Linked DNA regions of Rattus norvegicus: region 1 is linked to region 2. Evidence: chromatin contacts called from public Hi-C data. All regions are on one chromosome and are shown on one strand. Each heading gives the region's core, a stretch centred on a gene start, on an enhancer-like site or on the middle of the called end of the contact. The rest is flanking DNA. Distances are from core to core; before and after follow the strand shown.

Region 1 (7,036 bases), core at 719-3,218, 130 kb before region 2:
AGTTCTTTTTAAATTTACACATATGTGCGAGGGCGTGCCATGGTGTGCCCGTGAGGGTCAGAGGGCAACTTTTTCTGGAGTGGTTTTCTCTCCTTCCACCCGGTTTAAGACCGGCTCTCTCTTACTGCTTCCTGCACCCTCCCGATGGCCTGGGAACTTCAGGCTCCAGTTCCACCTCCCTGGAGGGGTTTGGTGTTACAGATGTGCACCTCTGCATCTGTCTTGTTATGTGGGTTCCAGGAGTCAACCTCGGGCCCCTAGACCTACCCAGCATGCATCTTTACCCACAAACCGTCTCTCTGCCTTCCTTATTTTACCTTGTTATAAGAGACTCACACTGGAACCCAGAGAAGTCCAAAACTCACTTTGTGGTCCAGGTTAGCCTCGAACTTATGGCACTCCTCTTGCTTTAGCCATCCCAGAACCCATGTAAATAGTGGATCAGTGTGTTAGCCTGCCTGTATTTCTATCCTCTGAAAGTGGAGATGGGATCGCCAGAGCAATTGTGGTCACTGAGACTAACAATATCAGCTAGCTCTGGGGTTGATTGAGAGGCCTTGACTCAATAAATAAATAAAAAGACTGATCAAAATGATTCCCCAAATCAAACTTTGGCCTACTCTCTCTCTCTCTCTCTCTCTCTCTCTCTCTCTCTCTCTCTCTCTCACACACACACACACACACACACACACACACACACACACACACACACATGCAAACACATGCAGATACCACACAAAAATGGAAAAACAAGATGAAGAGGGTTATCACTGATAATTAGTCTGCTAACCTTGAGCTTGTGATCCTCCTGCCTCAGCCTCCTACCCAAGCACTGGGATGGCAGGCATGTACCAGTACACCTGATCCAAACTAGATTTTAGCTGCAGAGTCTATGGGGCAATTCGTTATATGTAATGCTGACCATTTTAGGACACAAAGATATAAAATGTTTTTTTTAAAGCCATTTGATGTCCCCAAACTACTTTAGTCTGTTCTTAAGCTATGAAAGGATCCATTTTCTATTCTCTTAGTTTCCTTTGCAGCAAGATAAACACAACTGCGCTAACTTGTGGGACTTAACCTTGAGATTCGCCAGTTTACCCACCACCTCCTTAGCACTGTGTTAGTGGAGATGGCCCCTCCCCTTATCTGGCTCAAACAGTTAAGATTTAACTATTGCTCGATCACCGTTCTCCTCAACGTCTACTGATCGGACTTAGCTCTCCTTCATAGTTTCATTCTAGATCACTTTTTTTCCAGTCATCTACCTGGACCCCTTTGTTTGTATTTCTTCATCAATGAATCCTATATCTTCTGTCAACATGTAGTTTAAATGTTGTCTCCTATGGACAGACGGTCTCTGTTGCCCACCCTCCTTGTGCCCAGTCAGTCATTCCCTTAAATACAGGATCCAACAGCACTTCTATTGAATTCTGATTAGATCCTAAAGAGTTTGCCGGTGTCTCTGGTTAATTTTCTTCCTTTTGTGGGGGCGGGGGGGTCAACTTTACATTAGCCAGAGTCCCCAGGAACCTCAGTTAGGAAATGCCTCCATCAGATTGGCCTGTAGATAAGTGAGTCTGAGGGGGACATTGTCTTGATTACTGATTGATATGGAGGACCACCATGGGCGGATCCATCCCTTGGCAGATGCTCCTGGGTGGCATAAAAGAAGCAGGCTGAGCAAACATTGGGGAAGGCGTGTAGTTTGTGGAACTTGTCCTCTGCCACAGATTCAAGAGAGCTTGACAAGAATACCCTTTGTCTAACCTGGATATTTGCTACGAGTTCACCTGTTAGGACCGCCTTTGAGCTCCAACTAACTTCAATCAATAATGTTGAATTTTAGACTATAGCTCTCTAAGGAACGTGAGAGATCACGTAGTCCCACCCCTTCCTACTACAGATCAAGTACACCAGCGTAAGGGGGAGGTGCATAGACTTGGCTTCTATGCCAGGCATTCCTCATGGATAGCAGAGTAGAAAGAGCCTTTGTCCTCTAGGTCCTAAGTTCTGTGTTCTAGCTGCTACCTGGCTTCCTCTGGACACAGTTTAAATATAATACCCCCTCTCTGTCCCTCTCTCTCTTTTTTTGAAAAGCTCTCTTTATTCACACTGTAAAAGAGTCATTATTATAACACTGGTTTTGTCTGTAATTCTTTTTTTTAAGATTTATTTATTTTATTTATATGAGTACACTGTAGCTATCTACAGACACCAGAAGAGGGAATCAGATTCCATTATAAATGGTTGTGAGCCACCATGTGGTTGCTGGGAATTGAACTCAAGACCTCTGGAAGAACAGTTGGTGCTTTTAACCTCTGAACCATCTCTCCAGCCCTTCTCCATATTTCTTATGATTTATGTATTTGTATATTCTGTCTCTCTCTGTCTCTGTCTCTCTGTCTCTGTCTCTGTTTCTCTCTGTCTCTGTTTCTCTCTGTCTCTGTCTGTCTGTCTGTCTCTCTCTCTGTCTCTCATTTGTTTGTTTCACCATGTGGTCCAGGCTGGTCTTGAACTTTCGACCCTCTGCCTCAGCCTCTTGAATGTGGGACTGCAGGCGTGTGGCCCCTTGTCCTACTGTTCTGTTTCCCTTTGTCTGCCTTTTATTTCTGAAGTGGGTTCATACACACACACATCCCCACGGCGATGGCATTTTCTGTGTGATCTCTCTGAAAGATTTTTATCTGTCTAGTTTTGTTAATGTCAAGTTTTTAAGTTTCCTGGTTTCTTAGCCTTTAGGCTTTCATTTGAATATTCAGTCAGTTAGGCCGCCTCATGGCATTGATTAGCAGTCTGAGGTACACGGCCATCCTTAGTCTAGAACTCAGGATTTTCAACTGAAATGACTTTCTAGAGACACTTGGTGGTGTTCTTGTCTTGGGCATAAGGAAAATGAGCTCATGGAGTAGACTGTGTGTGACTGTGTTGTCTCTGACTCTCTGTCATGTGTTACACAGCACGAGCTCAAGTCCAGGATCTGCACCGTGGTTTTCCCCCTTTCTCTACTGTGTGGGGATAAGATCACTGAAGGTGGAGCTGAAGAGATAGATGGATCAGTAGCATAGAGCACTGCCTGCTCTTCCAGTGGACCCGGGTTTGATTCCCGGCATCAGCATGGCTGCTTACAACCATCTGTAACTCTTTCTAGTCTTCCCGCTTCCTGGGCCGTAAGGCACACACCTGGTGCCCATGCATACGTGTAGGAAAAACACCCATACATATTAAATAATAATAGTTAAGAAATTAAAGAGATATCAGATTAAAGCCAAAACCAAAGCAAGACAAACCCCTCTGAACAGCAAGTGTTTTGCTAATTACAGAGAAGGGAGCCAAAGACTTTCAATGACTGTGAAGGCCCCCCAAACTTCATCATCCCAACTGGTCAAGCTTTTAAATTAATTGGAGAATTCTGGCCATAAAAAGTGACCTTAATTCGGAACAAACCATGGATAAGTCTTTCAAAGACTCCAACAAGCCTCCGGTCCTATTCCAACTTATCAGATTACTCCAAAATATATATTTTTTTCCTTAAGGAAAATTATTTCTATGTGACAATTTTCTGGCACTTTCTGCCATTTTGTGTTGAAACGGCCATTCTACCCCCCCCCTTCCTGGCTCACTGTGGGGAATCTGGTGGTCCCTCAACCAACACCAGCTGAACTCACACATACCCTGTGAACTCTTTGTAATTTATTAACAGGACCCCCACCCACAGCCCTAGTTTTCTAAAACCGGGTTCTGTGGAGCGGAGTCCTTTGCCTTGATTTAAGATACCTACCTTCAGACTGATACTTTCCAGGCTTGGGGGCGCTCATATTTTCAGAGCCTAATTGTAAATCATCTTTCATTGGGAAGATTTAAAGACAGACTAAAGGGCTAAATCATTTGCCTTATGGTGTTCCCCAGTGGATAAGAACCAAGGGCCTGACAGCGTTCAGGTGGGACAGATACCAGCAGGAGGAGTATAAAATGTGATGTCATCATTGGGCCTTTGGAAGACATTTTGCGTTGCCCGAGCGGGACAAGCCGCTCGACTGCGATGGGCGGTAAATCAGGACCGGCCGGGGCGGCGGGCAAGGCTTGTTGTGGGCTGTTTGTTTTGCTTCATTCTACTTGATTATTTTGGCAAGGCTAAGCAGAACCATCGATGCTCTGAAGTTCTCTGTAAATGTAGGCTTTTCACTAGGTTAAAAGAGTCCAGCGCAGCCCTTGTCGGAGCGCTTGCTTTGCGCTTGGGATGATGTATTGCGCTCTTGGCTCTGTTCTGAAAACGCCTGTGGTACCCTCACCCTCCTCCCTCAAGTAGCCATGAGACCCTTCCCGCGTCATCTACCTGGCTGTGGCCCTGATGTGCCTGTCACATGTGAGCAGCATTTGGACTTCTTCTGTTCATAGTTCGTGATAAAAAACCAGATGCTAGGGGTTGGGAATTTAGCTCAGTGGTAGAGCACTTGCCTAGGAAGCGCAAGGCACTGGGTTCGGTCCCCAGCTCCGAAAAAAAGAACCAAAACAACAACAACAACAACAACAACAGATGCTACCTAAAGTTAAGGATCCCAAGTTTTCCATTTAACATAAACGGTCTTTTTTTTTTTAGGGTCCCCCCCCCCTTAAATCAATATTTTCTATTCTTCTAGTATTTTCTGAAATTTTAACTAGTTGGCATTTGTTTACCTATGTGTGGTTTAAGCTAATATATATGTATGCATGTATGTATATATTCACACATATATACACATATGAAAGATAGCTGTCAAATGATACTGCAAAGACTGGAGCTAGATGTGGTCAAAAAAAAGTTGGCCAGTCTTGAACTTGATGCCTTCCGTTTGGATGAGTCAGTCTCTAGAGTCGTGAGAGGCTTTGGAGACTATGGATGTGGGTCTGAATGATGTGCAGATTGAGAAGGAAGCAGTGATGAGAATCAAATGAACACCCTGTCACTCGTGTGGTCTATTCTAGTTAGAGGAAGTCTCTGACTCAACCTCCTTCTGAAATAGTAAATGCCTACTTAGGAACCAGTAGCCAGGGTTAGAGGGAACTCAGCTTGTCAGAAGCTAGTCTGCCTTCTAAGCCTGGAACATAACATTTATATACATTAGATAAGATGTGGCCACTCTTATGCAGGCGAGCCCTAAAACATCCGCAGTAATATTCAAGTTGTAAGGTCACAGGAGGAAAACAGTCCCGCCTCCCTCCTGCCCCAGGTAGCACTGCTGTAAACGTGCCTCAGCTGACTGGTGAGTTTTTCCGGTATTCTATTTGTCGGGGTTTGGTTTCCTGCCTCACAGATGTCCTCATGTTTTGGGATTTGATTAGGTACACAGAATGACCAACATGGCCGTCTGGTTCTCATCTTCCCCTCCTTAAGCAAGAGGCACCTTTGGATTCTGAACTCCGTTGGTAATTCAGCCTTCCATGGTAAACCGTGTCTTAGCAGCCTCAGCCTTGGGCTGAGATACCTCCTCGGAGGTGAGTTTAGTCCAGATTGTGATGCTGTTGTATCCAGGTTACACACACTTCCCCTGGTTCATGCGAGCGTCTTTCTTCCTATGAAGATTGACATCACAATTCATCACCGTTGTTCGGTCAAGGTGTAGAGCTCTAGGAGAGCCGGGTGGGCCAATCCCCATCTTCTCGTAGCAGCAAGATTACTTAGAATCCAGAGTGAGTTATTCCTGAAAGAAAATGTCCACAAAGAGTGCTTAAGGCACACCCTCACCCACACCAGAGTCATTTCACTTACTCCTATGTGGCTATGTGACATGCCGAAGGGATTTTTAGCAGCTGTCTTCCAGGGGTGCCTGCTCCCTGGGGCTGCTGCCATCCTGTGGGAACAGTGAGTAAGCTCTGACCACACTGGTTTGAGGAAGAGTGGAGCATTTGGTCCTCAGAGTCTCCTCCCGTTGGGATACAAGCCTGACTTGTCCAGAGCATCTGGGTAGGGAAACTGCATTCACAGCGCCTGCCCGAGGGCTCTGAGACTCATTGGAAGTGCGGTTTCAGTCTCTGGTCTGCTGTTTTACCTCTACCTGGTAACCTTTCAATTCCCAGTGCTGCCCCCGATTTACTGCTCTCAGGCTATCACACTTGTGCAGGACCAGGGCAACCACACCACCCAGTAGTGGAAATAAAGGCTCTTGTGCTCACTAGAGTTCACTATGGGTCGCTACATATGGCTGGACACTTTTGTTTGTTTGTTATATAACAACAGGACAGTGTAACAGGATAACCTGAGTCCTCCAAGTGAGGTTCCAGAGCCATGAGCCTTTTTGGTTAGAGTCCCTATGAGTTCCACACTGTGAGTGTGGCTGGCTAGTGCTAGAGCAAGAGGCAGGCTTGTTGGTGTTTGGACTTTCAGTTTCTCTCGTTTTCCAACTCTCATGGCCTGTACCGCACTCACGCACACACATGATGGTCTAGCTGACCAGACTCTGGTACAAAAGTAGCTTTGCCTTTGACATCCACGCTGCTGGTGCCTGTGCCTTTTGTCAGTGGGTGCCCTAGTGTGAGCATTTGTTATTGTTGTTGCTGTTGTTATTGTTAAAAAGCGAAGACAAGAAGTTGGTTTCCCTCACATTTGTCTTGAGTAAGTGTTGTTACTAAGTAAACCCATGTATTTTCTTTCTTTTTTTTTTTTTTTTTTGGTTCTTTTTTTCGGAGCTGGGGACCGAACCCAGGGCCTTGTGCTTCCTAGGCAAGCGCTCTACCACTGAGCTAAATCCCCAGCCCCAATGTATTTTCTTTTATCTTTTTTTGACAGGGTCTCATAACCCTGGCTGGTCTTGAACTCCTGGTCCTCCCACCTCCACCTCCCAAGGACCGCAGGCTTGCACCACCACACATAGCCTAAACATATTTTTAAACACAGATCTCTCTCTCACTTTGAACATATTATTTCATGTGTTCATTATTTGGTACAGAGAAATGAAGAGCGAGAAACTGAAATGCACTGAACACTAATTTAATGCCACGCTATCTGCATGTTTTCACAAACCCGCTTTATCTAAACCCCATAAGCCCGTCAAGATAA
Region 2 (6,157 bases), core at 3,148-5,647:
GGGGAGCTACCTCATCTCAGGATATGTAGGAAAGACTTACCAGCAGATAGCTAGGAGGCTTCCCAAAGGTAGCATGACCTGGACTGAGAGGAGCAAGGTTTTTTCTCCAAAATACACAGGGTACCAAACTCCCAGGGGACAGAGAATTATCAGCCCTGCTGGAGAGCCTGGTTGGAAGGCTAGTAGTGTATGTAGATGGCCTGGAACCTTCTATAGCAGAAAAAAGTCCTCTGGGAAAATGGGAGGAGGGGCACACAAAGTCACACATGCGCGCACACACACATGTGCCTCAGTCTCCCAACCTGAGCCTGGGTTCTGAGAAGGCCTTGACTGGCTAGGACTGAAGCTGGAGGCTCTCAGGAGTTCTCTACAACCGACTCCAAGTGGGCTTGGAAGACGACCTTTGGTCCAGGGCTAGAGTCCTGGAGGGATTCTCCTGCAGGCCTCGCCTTCAGATGGTAAAATTCATTCATTGGTTCATTTACTCATTCATTTCCTGTTCAAATGCTTTCTGTACCCCTCTTATTTGTTTGAGCAGTGTTTGGTCTGGTGTCCCAGCAATGAGCGAAAGAGACACCAACTCTGCCTTAAGGGAGTCAATGATCTTGTAGGTCACAGAGATTTGATGAAATATATGTCCTCCCCAGAGGAGACATGGCAGTGCATGGGGTCTGGTAGGAAAAGATTGAGCCCCAGGCAGGGGCAGGGGAGAGCCCACCTGTTTGTCTTTAAGACAGGATCTCATTAAATTGTGTAGGGTAGCCCAGTGTGCTCTCTCTCTGTCTCTCTGTCTCTGTCTCTGTCTCTGTCTCTCTCTCTCTCTCTCTCTCTCTCTCTCTCTCTGTGTGTGTGTGTGTGTGTGTGTGCATGTGTGCGTGCGTGTGTGCATGTGTGTGTGTTGGTGTTGGTGTTGGAAGAGGGAATCTGTATAATCCAGGCCTGCTTTCATCTATTGGCAATACCCCTGCCTCAGCCTCCTAAATGCTGTGATGACTGGTATGAGGCATCGCACTCAGCCAACCTCAGACTCTTTATTCTCCTGCCTCTGCTCCCCCCACACCTAAGTGTAGGTGTGTGTAAACAAGTGTCTGCGTTTGCAGGACTGTGTTAGCCTGTGGTCCAGTGGGAAGGGCACCTATACAAATGCAGATCTGAGGCTATTGGTGTGTGTGTAGTCTCTCCATGAGCCTGGATGAGGGCGGTGGAGATGTGGTGGAGGGGGTGAAGGATGACTTGCTCAGACCTAAGAGGCGTCTGCTGGGCAGGATATCAGTGATGTGACCAGAAATCTTATGGGTGAACTAGGAGAGCCTAAGAGCAGAGACAGCTGCTCTGAGAAGAGAGGAACGTCCTGGGTGGGGACAAGAAGAAAGGATTAAGCATGTGCTCTGGGACTAAATAAAAATTACCCTATGACATGCCATCATGACCTGGGGACTCTAATGCCCAGAGACCATAGAGCAGGAATCCTCAGGGCTCTGGGAAGGAGCACTGGCTTGGGAAGATTCTGTGACCTCTCTTGATCCGGAACAGGTCTAAGCCTTGTTTTTTTCTCTCTGAGACGGAAGTTCCCATTGCAAGAATGAGAAAGAAATGTGTTTGGCATGGAGTGGGTGGTCCACAGCTCCCCTTGTCAAGCTGAGGAGCAGTGGCCATAGAGCCAGAGGACATCCTGTTCTCTGCAAGAAATAAAAACAAGAGTGAAGATGGGCCATGCCTACGTTTCCCCCACTAGACGGATGTGAAGCCAGCACCCATCTTGGTCTCCTGGGCTTGTCTTTAATTCGGGCCACTTCTCCTACAGCCAGATTCTGGCCAGGACCCCAAGGCTCAGCATCCGGCTGGTGGCAGAGGTCATGCACCCAGCCCTTTTGTCCTTTCCCAGCAGGGAGCCTGACTTATACCCACCATCACCTCATTAGCTACTGCTGCCAAGGGCCCTGCCCACTGGATTGTGAAAGAGCCTTATCCTTTATTTACTGGATAGCCTGAAGCCCTTCATTTCTCTGAACCCCAATGTCATCCTCCATGGTTCATGATCACTTCACTGCCCCTGACTTGACCTTCACTGAGAGCCAGCCCTCATGAGAAAGTACTTTGAATACCATGAAGGCTTCAGTTCAGGGAAGGACTGAGCCCATGTAAGTAGCCCAGATCTAGAGGGTACCCTTTAAGAAGGGCCCCAGAAGGCCTTCCACGGGTACCGCTTTCTCTCTTTTGGGAGAACCTGCACCCAGTCTGTCAGCGACCCCATGGTGCTGGAGGGCCAAAGTCACCTCACAACACATAGGATGTGCCCCCTCCCAACACAGCGTGGTGGGAAGATTGAACTGTGACAGCCACATCCCATGGGGACTGGAGGCAGCTGGAGCCAGCTGGTTCCCTGAGGGTTTCAGAACCTGGAATGTTATTTCCTAATTGGGAATTCATCCAGGCCACCAGTCCTGACCCCACTCCAAGAATCTTAGCAACAGTCAAAGTTCCCAAGGTCTGTGAGTGGCTCTGCCTGTCTCTCAGGCCCAGGTTCCTCAGGGGTTAGGTCCTTGTCAGGAGTGGTTAAGGTTGGGGACAGGGGTGCTTCAACTAATCTCTCACATATCATTTTGGTTCTAGTCCACACCATTTACTTTGCCAACTAGAATTTCTTCTGGAGCCCAGAAAAGAAAGTCGAATTGTTTAGAGTCTCAAAGCTAGAAGCCAAGTTTGGCCTTGCACTTATCTCGCGTTCAGTTTTCCTGCTCAGTATCTACTTTGCAATAGATGGTCATCAAATGACTACATTACCAAGGGGTTCATCCTCTCTGATATACCCTGAAGGGGAACGATGCTGACACTCTGGCTGGGGTTAGGCAGCAAGTTATGGAAGAGGTGCAAGACTGATGGGAGCTGGGTGAGCTTCTGTCCTTGTGCTCTTAAAAAAGTGTGTGTAGACTTATTCTGCCTGGATGTCGAGCTGCTGGAACCTCTGGTACTTAGCTTCCAAGAATCTCCCCCACTCTGAGTGTGCCATTTCTTTTTTCAGACACACCAGAAGAGGGCATCAGATCTCATTACAGATGGTTGTGAGCCACCATGTGGTTGCAGGACCTCTGGAGGATCAGTCAGTGCTCTTAACCGCTGAGCCATCTCTCCAGCCCTGAATGTGCCATTTCTTAGCTACCAGGCCTCCCCTCTTTACCCGTGTGGAGTATCCAGCTGAAACCGGACTCAACTTCTGGTTGCTCACCCCCTACGCCGTTCTTATTCAGCACCTCCTTTAGAGGGAACAACTGGAGACCCAAAGCCCCTCCAGGACCTTTGGTGGTCTTGAAAGATTATACCCTTGGTCCTCAAGTACACCGGTCCCTGGTGTATATGGAACAGTCTCTTGTGTGACCTTGAGGAGCTGGGTGAGGCTGAGGAGGTGGCGGTAGGAGCTGAGGAATGTCTTAACCAACCCTTACACCCAAGCTTGCATGGTCCAGTGGAGCCTTACACCAAAAGGGCCAGAGGCATGTTTTCCAGTGCCCATAGATCCCAGCCCTGACTGTTTCAGAGAGGCCAGGAAGGACAGAGGCACCTTCCCTGTCTCAAGAAGGATCCGAGCCCAGCCAGGCACATAGAAGGTCATTGCTTCTGGGCGCTGGCACTGCAGGGCAGCTCCGAGAAGACCCCGCATCAAGCTTTGAGCTCTCTAATCGGTGCCCAAAGTCGGTAGCCCCTCTCAAGTCTCTGGGCCTGGACCTACAATGGGTCTAAGGCTCCTCCCGGTGCCCATTTCCCTGGATTCAGTGCACCTCAAGCTCTGGCAGGGCGTGCTGACCGGCTGCAGACCGGCCCCTGGCCTGGAGCGCCATCTCGTGGACATGTGGGGAAGTTTCTGCGGCCTGGGACCTGGGAAGGCTCTGGGATCCGGAACAGCCAAGGCAAAGGGGCGTTAGTTCGAGGTCTTTGGCCCCAACAAACCCGATAGACAGACACTCGCCCCAAGGGGGCCCAAAAGAAACTCGGAGGGAAAAACAGTTTCCAGGCACCAACACTTCCCCTGTGGGGCAACCTGCCTGCTTTCCGGAGGACGCAGCGCAATGCTCTGAGGTCACCCGGAGCGCCCAGCCCCTTCCAATGCTCGGGGTTGCTCTCGCCACTGACGCCTAAGGCTTACAGCCGAGACTCTTCACCCTTGGCTGGACTTAGCCTACCGGGACAGTGTTCCAAACTTCGCGGTCAAGGGCGGAGAGGCGGAGGGAGGATGGGAGGATGGAAGAAGAAAGCAAATTTGGCTTTAGAGTCGTTCCCAACGTGGGAAGAAGGGCTCAGAGTTGCAACTCCAATTTCTCCCAAACCAGTCCCTCCCCGGCTGCCTTCTTCTGGAGAGGCGGGGCCTGAGCCCAGGAGGGGCGGGGCCTGAGCCTCGGAGTCGGAGACCGCAGTCCCGGAGAAGCCCGCGCGGCTTGCTCCTCCCCACGCCCGTGAATCCGCAGCCCACTGGGAAGGCTGAGCCCGGTTCCACGCCCTCCGGGAAGGCAGGGCCTACTTCCGAGGCTCAGAAGCCCTCCGCTGCAGCCGGGAAGTTTGGAGGGAAGAAATGGCTTGAGGGTTCGGAAGCCTCGAATTAACCGCCTGGGAAATGCAGTGTCCAACACCTCGGGATCCATTCAGTTGAGTCGCTAGGGGTCTCACCGTGCCCCCAAATTCTGAATCTTCGAGTTCTCCGGTGAATCACACCCAGTCCTAAACCAGCGCACACAATTTTCTCAGACCCCACACTCCCCATAGAGACTCTTGGCGACACGCTTGGTCACCCACTTAACATGCCTCAACGGCCCCTCGACACTCATAGCTCACACATGTCCCTCTGCTGCCGGATTTGTTATCCAAGGTGCCCTGGTGGCAGGTCCTTCGAAGGGTTAAGGCCGTGGGGCACCGGAGCAGCGGGTACGCGGGCGCCTGAGCTAATTGGCGACCCCAGAGACAATGAAGGCTGGAAGGCTGGGAAGGCTGGTGGCTTAATTGGGCCTGGGAGTGGCCAGACCTTTGTCTGGGACAAGGCCCAGCCCATCGGCCGCAGGATCTCCCCCCAATCTGCACTTGGCCTTGCAGCTGGGGCCCAGCGGAGCACTGGGGTGGCAACCCCGGGAGGGGTGTGTGTAAGGCCGAAAGCAAGAGGCTGGGAGGATTCTCCAAATTGCGCTGCAGATCTGCAATAGCACCCCGCCGGAGCTGCTGCGGCTTTGCCCACCACCGCATGTGCTGCCCCCTGGTGTCCGCATGCCGAGGGGGATCCCACAGCCAAACAGCCAGCATTCTTTCCAGGTAGAAAGCGAGAGGAGAGGCCGCAAGAAGCCAGGGCACACCTTGCTCTGTGAATTTTACCGGCCCTTTCAACCAAAAGCGACTTCGAATAAACGCAGAGATTGGGAGAGATTGCGAAGTAGGGAGGGACTTTCCTTGTTCCTGCTTGGCTCATGGACCACATTGCCGCAGTCAGTCCAAGCTGAGCAGAGTAGCTCATCTAGGGTTAGGGTGAGATCGTCTACACACACACACACACACACACACACACACACACACACACGCACGCACGCACGCACGCACACACACGCACGCACACGCACACACACGCGCACCACACCACACCACACCACACACAGGCACACACACTCCACACTCTCTTCTCCTCAGCCCAGGGAAACTCGAGGCAGCCCTCTCCCAGGTAAAGATGGACAAAGTGTTTTGCTTGCAGTGTGTCAGCCCAGGAAGGTGACCTGAGCATTTGGAGTTCCTGAAACTTTCAATTCTACCTACATCTTCACCCTCCTCTTCAAATCACTATCCCCGATGTCCCTGCACGAGTGGGAAGCCATACACCCGCAGAGGTACACAGTGCCTAACAAGCAACATTTTGGGGTTGGATGTCAAAACCTCCTAAATGTAAAGGGATGAAGACGGGGTGGGCGCTCAACGACCACAAACCCAGGGACATGTTGAAGTAGTCAGCTCCCCCTTTACTGACCGCCTTGGTTGAGCACTGAGGCACCTGCCAGAAGGATGAGGTTATCACCATGGCCTTCTGGAGCGAAGTGGATGGGAGAACCTAGCTCTCCTTAACAGAAGGGGGTCTTAGGGAAGCACCAGCCCAGTGGGACCAGTGGGACACGGTAGGACTCCTTTGAAAGTC

What was found. A called contact is a pair of places that touch in the nucleus more often than the background predicts.
Region 1: a contact with region 2 is called in a Hi-C map of kidney, with 4 times the contacts expected there. The contact joins two enhancer-like sites. A contact is called at or near these places in 12 of 12 Hi-C or Micro-C datasets (the A7r5 cell line, the Rat2 cell line, Schwann cells and 7 more) and 1 of 1 datasets of contacts at active chromatin or transcription factors (oligodendrocytes).

The regions. Positions count from the first base shown.
Region 1 is chr10:71,318,638-71,325,673 of GRCr8, reverse strand. All of the region lies in intron 1 of LOC134480843 (large ribosomal subunit protein eL21-like), which reads left to right. Among named protein-coding and RNA genes, the nearest start is that of Tbx4, 94 kb to the right of the region's middle. Within about 2 kb of position 1,968, at least 1 of the 93 cell types and tissues checked has an H3K27ac peak or open chromatin away from gene starts, as enhancers often do. A contact at or near this core is called in kidney, where this site is marked.
Region 2 is chr10:71,186,966-71,193,122 of GRCr8, reverse strand. The region is part of intron 1 of LOC134480843 (large ribosomal subunit protein eL21-like); the gene reads left to right. Among named protein-coding and RNA genes, the nearest start is that of Tbx2, 13 kb to the right of the region's middle. Within about 2 kb of position 4,397, at least 48 of the 93 cell types and tissues checked have an H3K27ac peak or open chromatin away from gene starts, as enhancers often do. A contact at or near this core is called in kidney, where this site is marked.